Regions from separate parts of the Callithrix jacchus genome. Here region 2 is linked to region 1. Evidence: chromatin contacts called from public Hi-C data. All regions are on one chromosome and are shown on one strand. The core of a region is the stretch at or near the end of the contact, and the rest is flanking DNA. Distances in the headings are between cores, read along the strand shown.

What was found. Hi-C and Micro-C count contacts between places; a contact is called where the count stands out from the background.
Region 2: a contact with region 1 is called in a Hi-C map of skeletal muscle, with 4 times the contacts expected there. The contact joins the promoter of TMEM250 here to the promoter of UBAC1 in region 1. A contact is called at or near these places in 3 of 3 Hi-C or Micro-C datasets (induced pluripotent stem cells and skeletal muscle).

The regions. Positions count from the first base shown.
Region 1 is chr1:184,458,982-184,464,455 of calJac240_pri, reverse strand. UBAC1 (UBA domain containing 1) reads left to right here and starts at 3,275. Exons shown (of 10, transcript XM_035262702.2): 1 at 3,275-3,603. The coding sequence starts at 3,466.
Region 2 is chr1:184,607,361-184,612,834 of calJac240_pri, reverse strand. TMEM250 (transmembrane protein 250) reads left to right here and starts at 2,991. Exons shown (of 2, transcript XM_078331568.1): 1 at 2,991-3,036; 2 at 4,843-5,474. The coding sequence starts at 4,893. The coding sequence ends at 5,357. LOC144576988 reads right to left here and starts at 2,916. Exons shown (of 7, transcript XR_013520037.1): 1 at 2,466-2,916; 2 at 2,192-2,289; 3 at 501-591; 4 at 124-168.

The DNA of each region.
Region 1 (5,474 bases), core at 2,026-4,525:
CAGGCAGGCACCAGATCCTCAGCCAGGCAGGCATCAGATCCATAGCCAGGCAGGCACCAGATCCTCAGCCAGGCAGAAACCAGATCCTCAGCCAGGCAGAAACCAGATCCTCAGCCAGGCAGAAACCAGATCCTCAGCCAGGCAGGCACCAGATCCTCAGCCAGGCAGAAACCAGATCTGCAGCCAGGCAGATACCAGATCCTCAGCCAGGTAGATACCAGATCCTCAGCCAGGCAGGCACCAGATCCTCAGCCAGGCAGGCACCAGATCCTCAGCCAGGCAGAAACCAGATCCTCAGCCAGGCAGAAACCAGATCCTCAGCCAGGCAGGCACCAGATCCTCAGCCAGGCAGAAACCAGATCTGCAGCCAGGCAGATACCAGATCCTCAGCCAGGCAGGCACCAGATCCTCAGCCAGGCAGGCACCAGATCCTCAGCCAGGCAGGCACCAGATCCTCAGCCAGGCAGAAACCAGATCTGCAGCCAGGCAGATACCAGATCCTCAGCCAGGCAGAAACCAGATCCGCAGCCAGGCAGATACCAGATCCTCAGCCAGGCAGGCACCAGATCCTCAGCCAGGCAGGCACCAGATCCTCAGCCAGGCAGATACCAGATCCTCAGCCAGGCAGAAACCAGATCCTCAGCCAGGCAGATACCAGATCCTCAGCCAGGCAGGCACCAGATCCTCAGCCAGGCAGAAACCAGTTCCTCAGCCAGGCAGAAACCAGATCTGCAGCCAGGCAGATACCAGATCCTCAGCCAGGCAGAAACCAGATCCTCAGCCAGCAGGCTTGAACCCTAGCCCCTTTCCGGTCCCTGGAGACGCTCACTGAGATGACACGATAGTTCTGGGTCTTCTTCCATGGGCCTTATTTTCTCCTCGATATCTTACCCTGCTTGGGTTTGACAGCCACACTTTGGAACTATCCTAGTGCCATATTTTTCTGTTTTCTTCATGGGCTCCTCTGCATGTGAAGGGGGTTGGGCAGCCCCTTAGTTCCAGCTGCCACCGATGTGCTCATGACTGGCTAGTCTTTTTGTGTTTGTTTGCTTGTTTTGAGACAGGGTCTTGTTCTGCTGCCCAGGCAGGAGTGCAGTGGTGCCATCATGGCTCACTGCAGCCTGGACCTCCCGGGCTCAGGTGATCCTCCCACCTTGACCTTCTGAGTAGCTGGGACCACAGGTGTGTACTACCACACCCAGCTAATTTATTTTTTACTTTTTGTAGAGGGTCTTGCTATGTGGGCCAGGCTGACTGCCCCGTCTTTGTCTCTAACCCAGGCCTCTCTCCTGAACTTCAGTCCTGTAGGTCCAGCATGCCACCTCCACATGAATGCCTCTTCCGCATGAATGCCCCTGCCACATCCATCCCTGAGTCCAAAGCTTCTCAACACCTTCCTGGTCAGTGGCTCCTCCTCCTCCTGCCTCCTACTTCAAAGGGTGGCATTGCTCTGCCCTCTGCCACCCATGCTGGAAGTCTTTAAGTCATCCTTGATTTCACTCTTGTGTCCACACCCTCCAATTCTGCTGGCCTCCCCTCCCACAGGCCATTGGAAGCCCCTTGTCCTCTTCCCCTTGTTCCCCATCACTCCCCTGGAAGGACACCCTGCCCTCTTCCCTGTCCCCTCCACAATCACCACCATTCATTCTGCCACCTGGTCACCCCTTCTGTGGCTCTCACAGCAAAGTTCGAATGCTCTGACCTGGCTCCCCAAGCCCTCTGGCTTCCCCTACTCACCTCTCTCCACCTTGGTGTTTCTCCCCACCCACCACCAGCTTCCATGATACTACCACCACCTCCACCAGGGTCTCTGCTCCCTGTGTTAAAAATGCCCCATTCCAGGACTGTATCCTGGTCTCTGATCTTAATCACTACCATATTTTCACTGAGTAGCAGAGGCTCCCACTCATGGCAGGCAATTAGTAAGTGCTGAGCTGGACACATGGAATCTGGACAAGGCTGAAATTATCACAGGAGAAAAGTGAGGACATGTGTGCAGAATGGTGTGGAGAGCATAGAAGCCTGCAGTCAAGAGTCAGAGATGCCTCCGCAGTTAGACTGTTGACCTCTGAGAACGGGAAACGTGCCTTATTCGTCTCTGCGAAGTAAAGGTTTTATAAATGAATGGGGTGAATGAGTACAGATCAGTCAATGCTCGTCGTCTAACCTGAACTGAAAAATACATATTTAGAAACAGGGTAAGAAAGATATGCTATTCGGGACTGTTGAGACAGGTACTGAGATCATTGCCATGGGGGGTTGCAGGGGGGGCAGAGATCAGGCTCAACTCTGAATACCACAAGGGCAAGTGGAAATGTATAGCCAAGGAGCAGTGTGGGGTCAGTGAATGGAAGATTAATAGGAGAAAACAGCAGGGATGAGGGTGGTGCTGGCTAAACCGACCTGACAGGGTTCTTGCTGAGAGGCTGGAGTGATCAGACTCTGGAGTGATCACCCGGGAGATGGTGGAGGACGAGGAACCTGATCAGACATCGAGGTTCTTGCTAAACTCACTTATCAAGGGTCTTTGCTAAAACTGGATTTTACAAGCAAGTGCGCAGATGGTCTAGAAGGTTCTGCCTAAGTTTCGCCAAGCGAAGATTCTTTGTCACACTCCACAGAAAATGAGCCCTCCTGGCATCACCTGCACTACAGAGCGGCTTCCCTCCCCTCTGGGTGCTCCAAAAACCTAGGCTTCGCGGGAACAGTGGCTCTCTGACCTGCATGTGTATCAGAGAGACCTAGACTTGTTAAAGCCAAGTTCTTTGGAAGCCTCCGTTCTACAGCAGTGGAGTCCAAAAGAAACATCACAGCAGCCATGTAGGCAATTTAAAACTTTCTGTCTTAAATAGGTTAAAAGAAACAGGTGAAATTAATTTTAATGACTTTTTTTACTTAATAGATCCAAAATATTATTTCGACATGTAATCAATATGAAAAAATTACCGAGATATCTTACATTCTTTTTTACCTTTACTTCTTTGGGATCTAGGGTGTATTTTACCTTTAGAGTCCATGCGGTCCCACGTGGTTAGTGTTCCAGGTGGGAAGCTCCTGCAGGTGCGGGAGGAACCAAGCGGCCAGAGAACTACAACTCCCGGCATGTTCCGGGCGCGCCCCGTGACGCACTTCCTTTGCGGTGGCCACAGCGCGCCCCCAGGGGAGGGAGAGAGGCGCCTGCCAGAGAACCACATCTCCCGGCATGCGCCAGGCACGCGCCCGTGACGCACATCCGGTGCGGCGTCGGCGGCGACAGCGCGCCCCCGGCGGCTGCGGCGGCTGGAGCGAGGCGACCGCTGGGACCGAGGCGAGTGACTGCGTCCCGGCCGACGGGAGCCGGGGCGGGGCGGCGGCGGCCCAGCCAAGGAGCGCGCGGGCGGCCTGGCCCCGCCCCCGCCCCGCCCGCCCACCCGGTGACCTTCAGGGGCTCGGGCGGCGGCCGCAGGCCCCTGCGGTGGCGGCGCGATGTTCGTGCAGGAGGAGAAGATCTTCGCGGGCAAGGTGCTGCGGCTGCACATCTGCGCGGCCGACGGCGCCGAGTGGCAGGAGGAGGCCACCGAGGACACCTCGGTGGAGAAGCTTAAGGAGCGCTGCCTGAAGCACGTAAGGCCGCGCCCGGCCGGGGCCCTCCCCCGCCGCCAGCACTCGCTCCGGACCCCTCAGACTGCGGACCCCACCCCAGTCCCCGACCCGGGGTCCGACGCCCAGTCCGCAGCTCCCAGGCCCTCTTCCCCGGGTGTGGAGGCATCGCCTCCTGCCCGTTTGCCCAGCTCTCCCTCTTCCGGATCCCACACCTCTGGACGCTCGTCCCCGGGCCTGGCCGGCCGGCGGGCACCAGTCACTAAGCACTGGCCCGGTGCCAGCCGCCCGGCCGAGCCCTCTGCACGCCAGCCTCTCAGTTAACTCTGTAGCTCTGCAGGGAGGTAGGGACAGATTGGGAAACTGAGGCCTGGAGAGTGAAGTCGCCGACGGGAGCAGGGCTTCAGGATTTTCCAGCCGTTGTGCCTTTTTGCTGTTGGGTGTGAGTTTTTTTTCAGCAGCTCCTCTGAGAGCTGAGAAATAACGCAGGCCCCTTCATTAAGAGGCCCCTTCTCCTCTCCTCTTCCCCTTTCCCGCAGAGCCGGCTGCTTGGAGCGCTTTTCCTGGCTGGCGCAGCCGGCCTTGGCTGCGGCCACTGTGCCTCTTAGCTGGAGTCACTGAAATAGTGCCGCTGCGGGACAAGGCTCTGCGCCCTGCTTTTCTGCAGAGGTAAAATTGGTCAAGAGGGAAGGTCCAGGAAAAGGGTCTCCTCACTGAGACACTTCTTAGAGTTTATTCAGCTGAACTATCCTGTGTATTTAGTTCCTTACGTTGCTGATTTTGGGAACTAGTTCTCAAGTCTCTAAAGGACTGAGGTCAGCTAAGAAGCCTGTCCGTGTGTCAGACTGGCCTCCTGTCTCTATTTGACATGATCTGAGGGTTGGCAGAATTTAGGTTGAAGGAGGGGGCAGGTTTCTAGTGCTGGCTCCGTGCGATAAGTTACATATCTATGCGTTGACAGATTGGCTGCGTTAGACGTTAGCTAACTGTGGCCTCTCAGGATAAGCTTCACTTCTTACCATGGCAACCGCTCACATGGAGGACTTTCGCGTTGCTTTGGTGAGCGTGGCTCTGTGGGGTTCTGGAACTGTTGGAGGCAGGCTTGGCAAGCCCCCTTCTGGAACAGTGGCTGTGAGCAACTGAGAGGTGTTGGCCTCAGGGTTCACACCAAGGAGCGGCCGCGCCTCCCACGCTCAAGGGCAGGTATGTTTTGGCTGCTTTCTTGTTTTTCTTCCGGCCCAGTCTGTGTGGTTTTCCTTTGGGACAGCACTAAGCTCAAGCGCCGGGACCTCCATGGGCATCCAGGCGGTTGGACCAGGCGTTGTTGCTTGTCTAGCGCATGTGTTTTTAAAAATCTTCTCCAAGGTGCTGTGTCCTCCCTGAGCCAGTCCAGAAGCTCCTTGGGGGCTTGGTTGATATCCCCAAGTCCAGGACCAGGCTCAGAGTAGCCCCAAAACAAACTGTGGGTTAGTGGAATACACAAAAATGTCCACTGCGTGGACGTGGGATGTCACCTGCGTTGGTGCAGCATTCATCTGACTCACTCAGGGTACGATGTACATGGCCATCATGACATTCTTTTATGAAAGGGAATGGGAAATGACAACTGTTTGATCCACAGATACTCATGAATTCAGGAGCACTTGGGGCCAGTGAGGCAGCCAGTTCCGTTATGACGCTAACTGTTCTGTTCCTGGTACTTGTTACTGCATTTGGTGTTGAGATGTACCATTTGGGGTTTTTCGTCATGATCCTACTTTAAGTTGAGATTGTATTCCACTCTGCGGTGTCCACAGGCGTGGAGGGTTTTCACACCACAGGAGCCAACATAAATGACAGGACTCCAGAGCTGAGCATCAGAAAGGCTCCCCACCACCACATCCCAGCATGCACTG
Region 2 (5,474 bases), core at 1,742-4,241, 150 kb before region 1:
TCTGGGGGGTCAGCCAGGGAAGGGCAACCCCAACTGTCAGAAAAAAGACCAGAACCCACACCCGGGGCACAGGCGCTTCCATGGGTGCAGAGCTGGCAGATTCTCCAAACAGACAGGACTCACCCTTTAATCCAAGGCACCTGAAGTGTTTCTCCGACCATAACACCTCTGTTGAAGTAAAATAATAAGCAAGTCCGCACTGAAATTCTCGTTCTCCTGGGAAAGGGCAACCAGGGCTCCCTCTCACTGTCCCTTCGCTGTCTCCTTACACCAAGTGATATCCCAACCTTGGAAGCAATGGGCAGCAGGCAGCAGGCTCAGCCCAGGAAGCCACTCTCACGGCTGGAGTGGCCATCCCCACCTGGGGCCAGCAGGGACTGGTGGAGCAGACAGCAGACCCGAAAGTGTGGGACCATCAACACAGACAGGCATGAGGGGTGGCTGCACCCTTTGGGAACTAACTTAGGACACAGAGACCTCCTGCAGGAGGAACACGTTACCAGGGAGGGTCACCGCTTTCCTGGAGATTCTGATGCAGGAACAGGTTCAGGCCACTCTGGCTGACATGCAGGTCTTTTTATTTGTCCCAATCTAGCTTTTTTTTTGGTCATGTTGAAAACATAAAATCAGAAAGTACAGAAATGTTAGAAAGTAAAATGTATTAATTTCTCTAATCCCACCACACACAGATAACCTCTGCTAACATTTATCTGCTTCCAGGACTTCACCCAGAAACGGACATTGAAGAATATGTTTGTGCTGACAAGGGGAATCACACCAGTCATGACTTTGAGAACCACTTTTACTTGGCCTGGGGGGTCGTCTTCTGGGCACAGTTGGCAGTGGGTTCACCTGACCCTTAGTTTAGCAGCAGACACTTCAAGGCCTGTGCCTAACTTTTTATTTGTAATTTTGTATTCTTTTCTTAAGGAAGGTCCCTCAAGCCACAGAGCCTCAGGCCCCACACAACCTGCGTCCACCCAGGCTGTACGATGCTCCAGGGTCTGGGTACAGGGCCAGCCACAGCCTCACTAGCTGGCTGCTCCCTTACAGGTCTCCTCATTAGCAGCTCGTTCTGATGGCCACACCCGCCAAGGGACCTCCTTGGCCTTTGGCTTGGGACGATGCTGACCCACTGGAGGGAGTTCTGGCCCAGAAGTCCTGGGACATCCCCTGTATGAACACCATGTCTGACGTGACACTTGCCACCCTTTCCAGTCAATTGCCCCTCGGCCCGTCCCTGTCACAAGATGGCAGGTGCCTCAAGGGTGGGGGCTCTGCTGTCCCTGGGTCGTGGTCCCCAGAGCAGGACAGCACTGCAGGTGGATGTCTGGCTCGAAAGCGCAGGCACACGTGCCGTGCTTCTCTGGACGGCTGCACAGTGGGAAGCAGGGCCGTCTAATCCAGAGTTGGAGACAGGGGACTGCAAGGCAGGGAGGGCGAGGGAAACCCACAGCCAGGAGGGGGCTGTGGCTCTGCTGCTACCGTGACACAGCCACCAAATGGGCCAGGTGTGAACCCTGACCCACGGACACGCGACCACCCTCACCAGCATAAGAGCAGCCCAGAGTGACAGGTGACCACTTGGTTTACACACCACCCTCTTCCTGGCCACGGGTGCCATCTCCCAGTGCCGGTGTCCCAGCAGGAGCCACCTGGGACAATGGAAGGGGAGAATTCTCCTGTTTGTCTCTAGTGGTCTTTAAAACAGAAAACAAAAAAAAAAAAACGAAGGCAGGCATCAAGATGCTTTTTCTCATCTCAATGTTTTTATTTTACAATTTTTTGCTGTATTTATTTTTGTGGAGGCCATGTTGCCAGCCATGCCACACAGGCTGGTCTGGAACTCTCGGCACAAGAGATCTGAGGCTGGAATGATGGTGTGAGCCTTATCTCAATGGTTAAACATGTGGACCCGCCTCACATCTGGGGAGGGAGAGAAGTGAACCAGCAACGGGGTTATCGAGAAAGAAAGGAGACCTGTTTATTTATTGATTTTAATTTTTTTGTAGAGACTATGTTGCCCAGGCTGGTCTCAAACTTCCGGGCGCAAGTGATGCCCCTGCCTTGGCCTCCCCAAGCAGTGGAATGACAGGCGTAAGCCAACCTTCCCCCGACACCTGTTTCTTCTGGAATATTTGCCTCAAGCCATCGGTAAAGAAAAAGGTTCTTGGCCTTTTTGCTGTGATACCTCCTGGTGGCCTTTGCTGGTCCAGATGTCCGGGTAAAGGCGGCTCTCTCTCCCGCGGCGGGGACGTGGGCCCTGGAGGCCTGCGGCCAATGACGGGCCTGGTGGGCAGGGGGGCCCAGCCCCTTGTTCTAGTGCCACGAATCTGAGGGGCCACCCACTTTCCGGTCGCCCCGGGAGCTGCTGACCCTGATTTCCCTTTCCCCTCCCACCCAACAGCCACACCCAGGAACGCTCCCCAATACACTCCTTGCTGGGAAACCCCCAGGATACCCACCAGCTTGTACGGACGAGGCGCAGTGACAATATCGCAGGTGCCCTTCCTTCACTGGGGGGCCCTGGGGCGGCTGCAGGGCCTGCTCGCTCTCCGGGGCCGTCTCCCACTTCGGCTCCCTGTCGCCCGAGTCCGCGCGGCGTCGGCGGCCCCTACCCCTCCGGGCCCTCCTGGAGCCTGGGGGCGCCGTCATTCCCGCCGTCGCCCAGTCCTCCCAGCCCCAGGTCAGGGCAGCGCAGGACGCCTCCGCACACGGCCCTGCGCGGACCAGACGTGCTCCCGGGCCCTGAGCCGTCCAGCCCCGCCTACAAGGCGGCTTCCCCGGGGGCCCGGCCCCACCCCAGAGCCAGGCAGCAGCGCGCCGGGTCGCAGACACCGCAGGAGGGGGCCACGACCCGGGTCAAACCCTCTTGTGGAACCAGAGGACGACTCCGCGGGAGCGCGCGTGCGCACTGACCTGCCTCCGGGTGCGGCGGCGCATGGGCGGAGGCGCTGCCCAGGACCGGCACGCGCAGGCCAGCTATCTGCGTCTGCGCAGGATCAGGCGCGGCGAGGACGCTACGGACTGCTCACGGTGTGTGCGCGCACGCACGGGCGCACGCCCTCGCGAAGCGTCGAGTCCCGGACGCCCTGCGCGGCCCGGAGCAGGGGGAAGGGAGGCGCGGCTCGGTCGGCGCGGGTGGAGGGGGCGTGAGGGCGCCCTACGGTGGCCGTCGAGGGAAGGCGCTACGGCTCCCACGCTGGGCCAAGCGCCTCCGGCGGCTGCGCCCGAGCGCCCCTTCCTCTGCCGGGCGACCTCAGCCCGGGACGTGTGAGCCACCCCCGCAGCCGCCCCGCCGGCTCCCCAGCTGCACGCCCCGGCACCATGCGGCCGCCCTGCGCACGGAGCCCCGAGAGACAGGGGCACCCGCAGGCCCGGCCCCCAGCACCGCCGGCCGGCCCCGAAGTCCGGGACGCCGGCGCCTCCGCGGAGCGGGCACCGGGTGAGCGGCGGGCGGGAACCCGGCCTCGGCGGGGCCGCCTCCAAGGCAACGCGCGGCGCGGGACCCGGAAGTGGATCCGGCAGGGGCTCTGCAGCGGCGGGGCCCGACGCGACGTAGGCCGGGTGCTCACGAGGGGTGGGCCGAGCCTGGGGCCCGTCGCGTCCCTGCGGCCCCGAGGAAACGGTTCTGGCCCGGCCACGGGCCTAGCGGGCGTCTGCGGAAAGATGGGGACCCAAGCGGAGCTGCGGACCGCGAGAGCCGACGGGGAGGACACAGCCCCGCCGAGCCATGCTTGAGGGGCGCCGCCATGGCTGGGGTTCCGGCCGCAGCCAGCTACAGGCCGAGGTTGGCCTTAAACAGGGTTGCTCTGGTCCCGGCACCGCGTGAAGGAACCCGGCCCTGCGGCGCGGGAGGGTCAGGCGGCCTCGGCCCCCCGACTTCCGCCCTGGCCCGGTCTCCACGGCGGAGCCCCAGGCTGAAACTGCCTGACGGCGGGCGGCAAGGCTCTTGGCTACAGTCCCCTGTTCTGTTACCAACTTTCCTTCTCTGATTTGATACGTCCTGACCTTTGAGTTCATTCCGCTCCACGGATTATTTAGGCGAGCTCTAAACGGCACTTACTAGGTGAAGCTGGAGCCAAATGCCACGTGCACTCTTTGCAGCAGGGTCTGTAGGGCCGCTGCCCAGCCCCTTCCCTCCCACAGGACAAGCAGGAGCCGTCTTGGGGTCTGGTGACCTGCCCAAGGTCACTGCTAGGGAAGGACAGTGCTGGGGCTCAGGCCCGGCAGGGTGACCCCAGGGCCCCCCAGCCGTCCATTTGGCCCCCGGCACCTGTCAGGTTGCTGGAGGCAGCTGCCCCGCACCCGCCCCCCCCCCCCCGGGCTCGTTCTCAGTTTACCTGTCTCTTTTCCCAGCCCCTTGGCTTCTTGCAGGTGCCATTCAAGGATATTGTCAGCCCTGGGTCAGGCAGCCTCGGAAGGCCAGGGTGGTAACAGGCAAACTGCATAAGAGCAGAGGGTGGGGCCAGGCGCGGTGGCTCACACCTGTAATCCCAGCACTCTGGGTGGTCCAGCGAGTAGGGGGCTGCTAGGATCCCGTGGGAAAGAGCCACGCCGGCCCCTTCCTGTCCGTCTTGGCATTGATCACCGCCGCCCCCGCCACTACCCCGAAGGCCTAGAGCAAACACTTTGGCATTCGAAGGTGGTGGGCCCCTTGGAAGTATCCTTGGGAGGGTTTGAGAAAAGAGTAAGCCCAGGAGTGCCCACAGATCCCGCACAGGACTCTGTTTTCCTTAAGTCCAGGCACCGGAGTTTGTGTCTGCCTTAACCCGCTGGTGCCTAGGGAGGGATCCGCATGGCGTCCTCACACTGACCTGGGTTTCGTGGTTCTCCCCACAGGCCGACGCCTCCCCTGAGGCTCAGCTGCGGGCTCCCAGGCCTAGGCGCCCATGACCCCTACGCTGACCGCGCCTGGACGCCACCGCCAGGGCCCAATGCCGGTCATGCCCATCCCGCGGCGGGTGCGCTCCTTCCACGGCCCGCATACCACCTGCCTGCATGCGGCCTGCGGGCCCGTGCGCGCCTCTCACTTGGCCCGCACCAAGTACAACAACTTCGACGTGTACATCAAGACGCGCTGGCTGTACGGCTTCATCCGCTTCCTGCTCTACTTCAGCTGCAGTCTGTTCACCGCGGCGCTCTGGGGCGCGCTGGCCGCCCTCTTCTGCTTGCAGTACCTGGGCGTGCGCGTCCTGTTGCGCTTCCAGCGCAAGCTGTCGGTGCTGCTGTTGCTGCTGGGCCGCCGGCGTGTGGACTTCCGTCTGGTGAACGAGCTGCTCATCTATGGCATCCACGTCACCATGCTGCTGGTGGGGGGCCTCGGCTGGTGCTTCATGGTCTTCGTGGACATGTGAGGGCCGTGGGCGCGAGCTGGACTCACTGCCCGTGGCTGTGTTCTCTCCAAGGGTGGGGCTGGCCAGCGCCTTCCCTTCTGCCCATCCTGCAGGCCGGCACCGCTGCCTCGGTGTCCA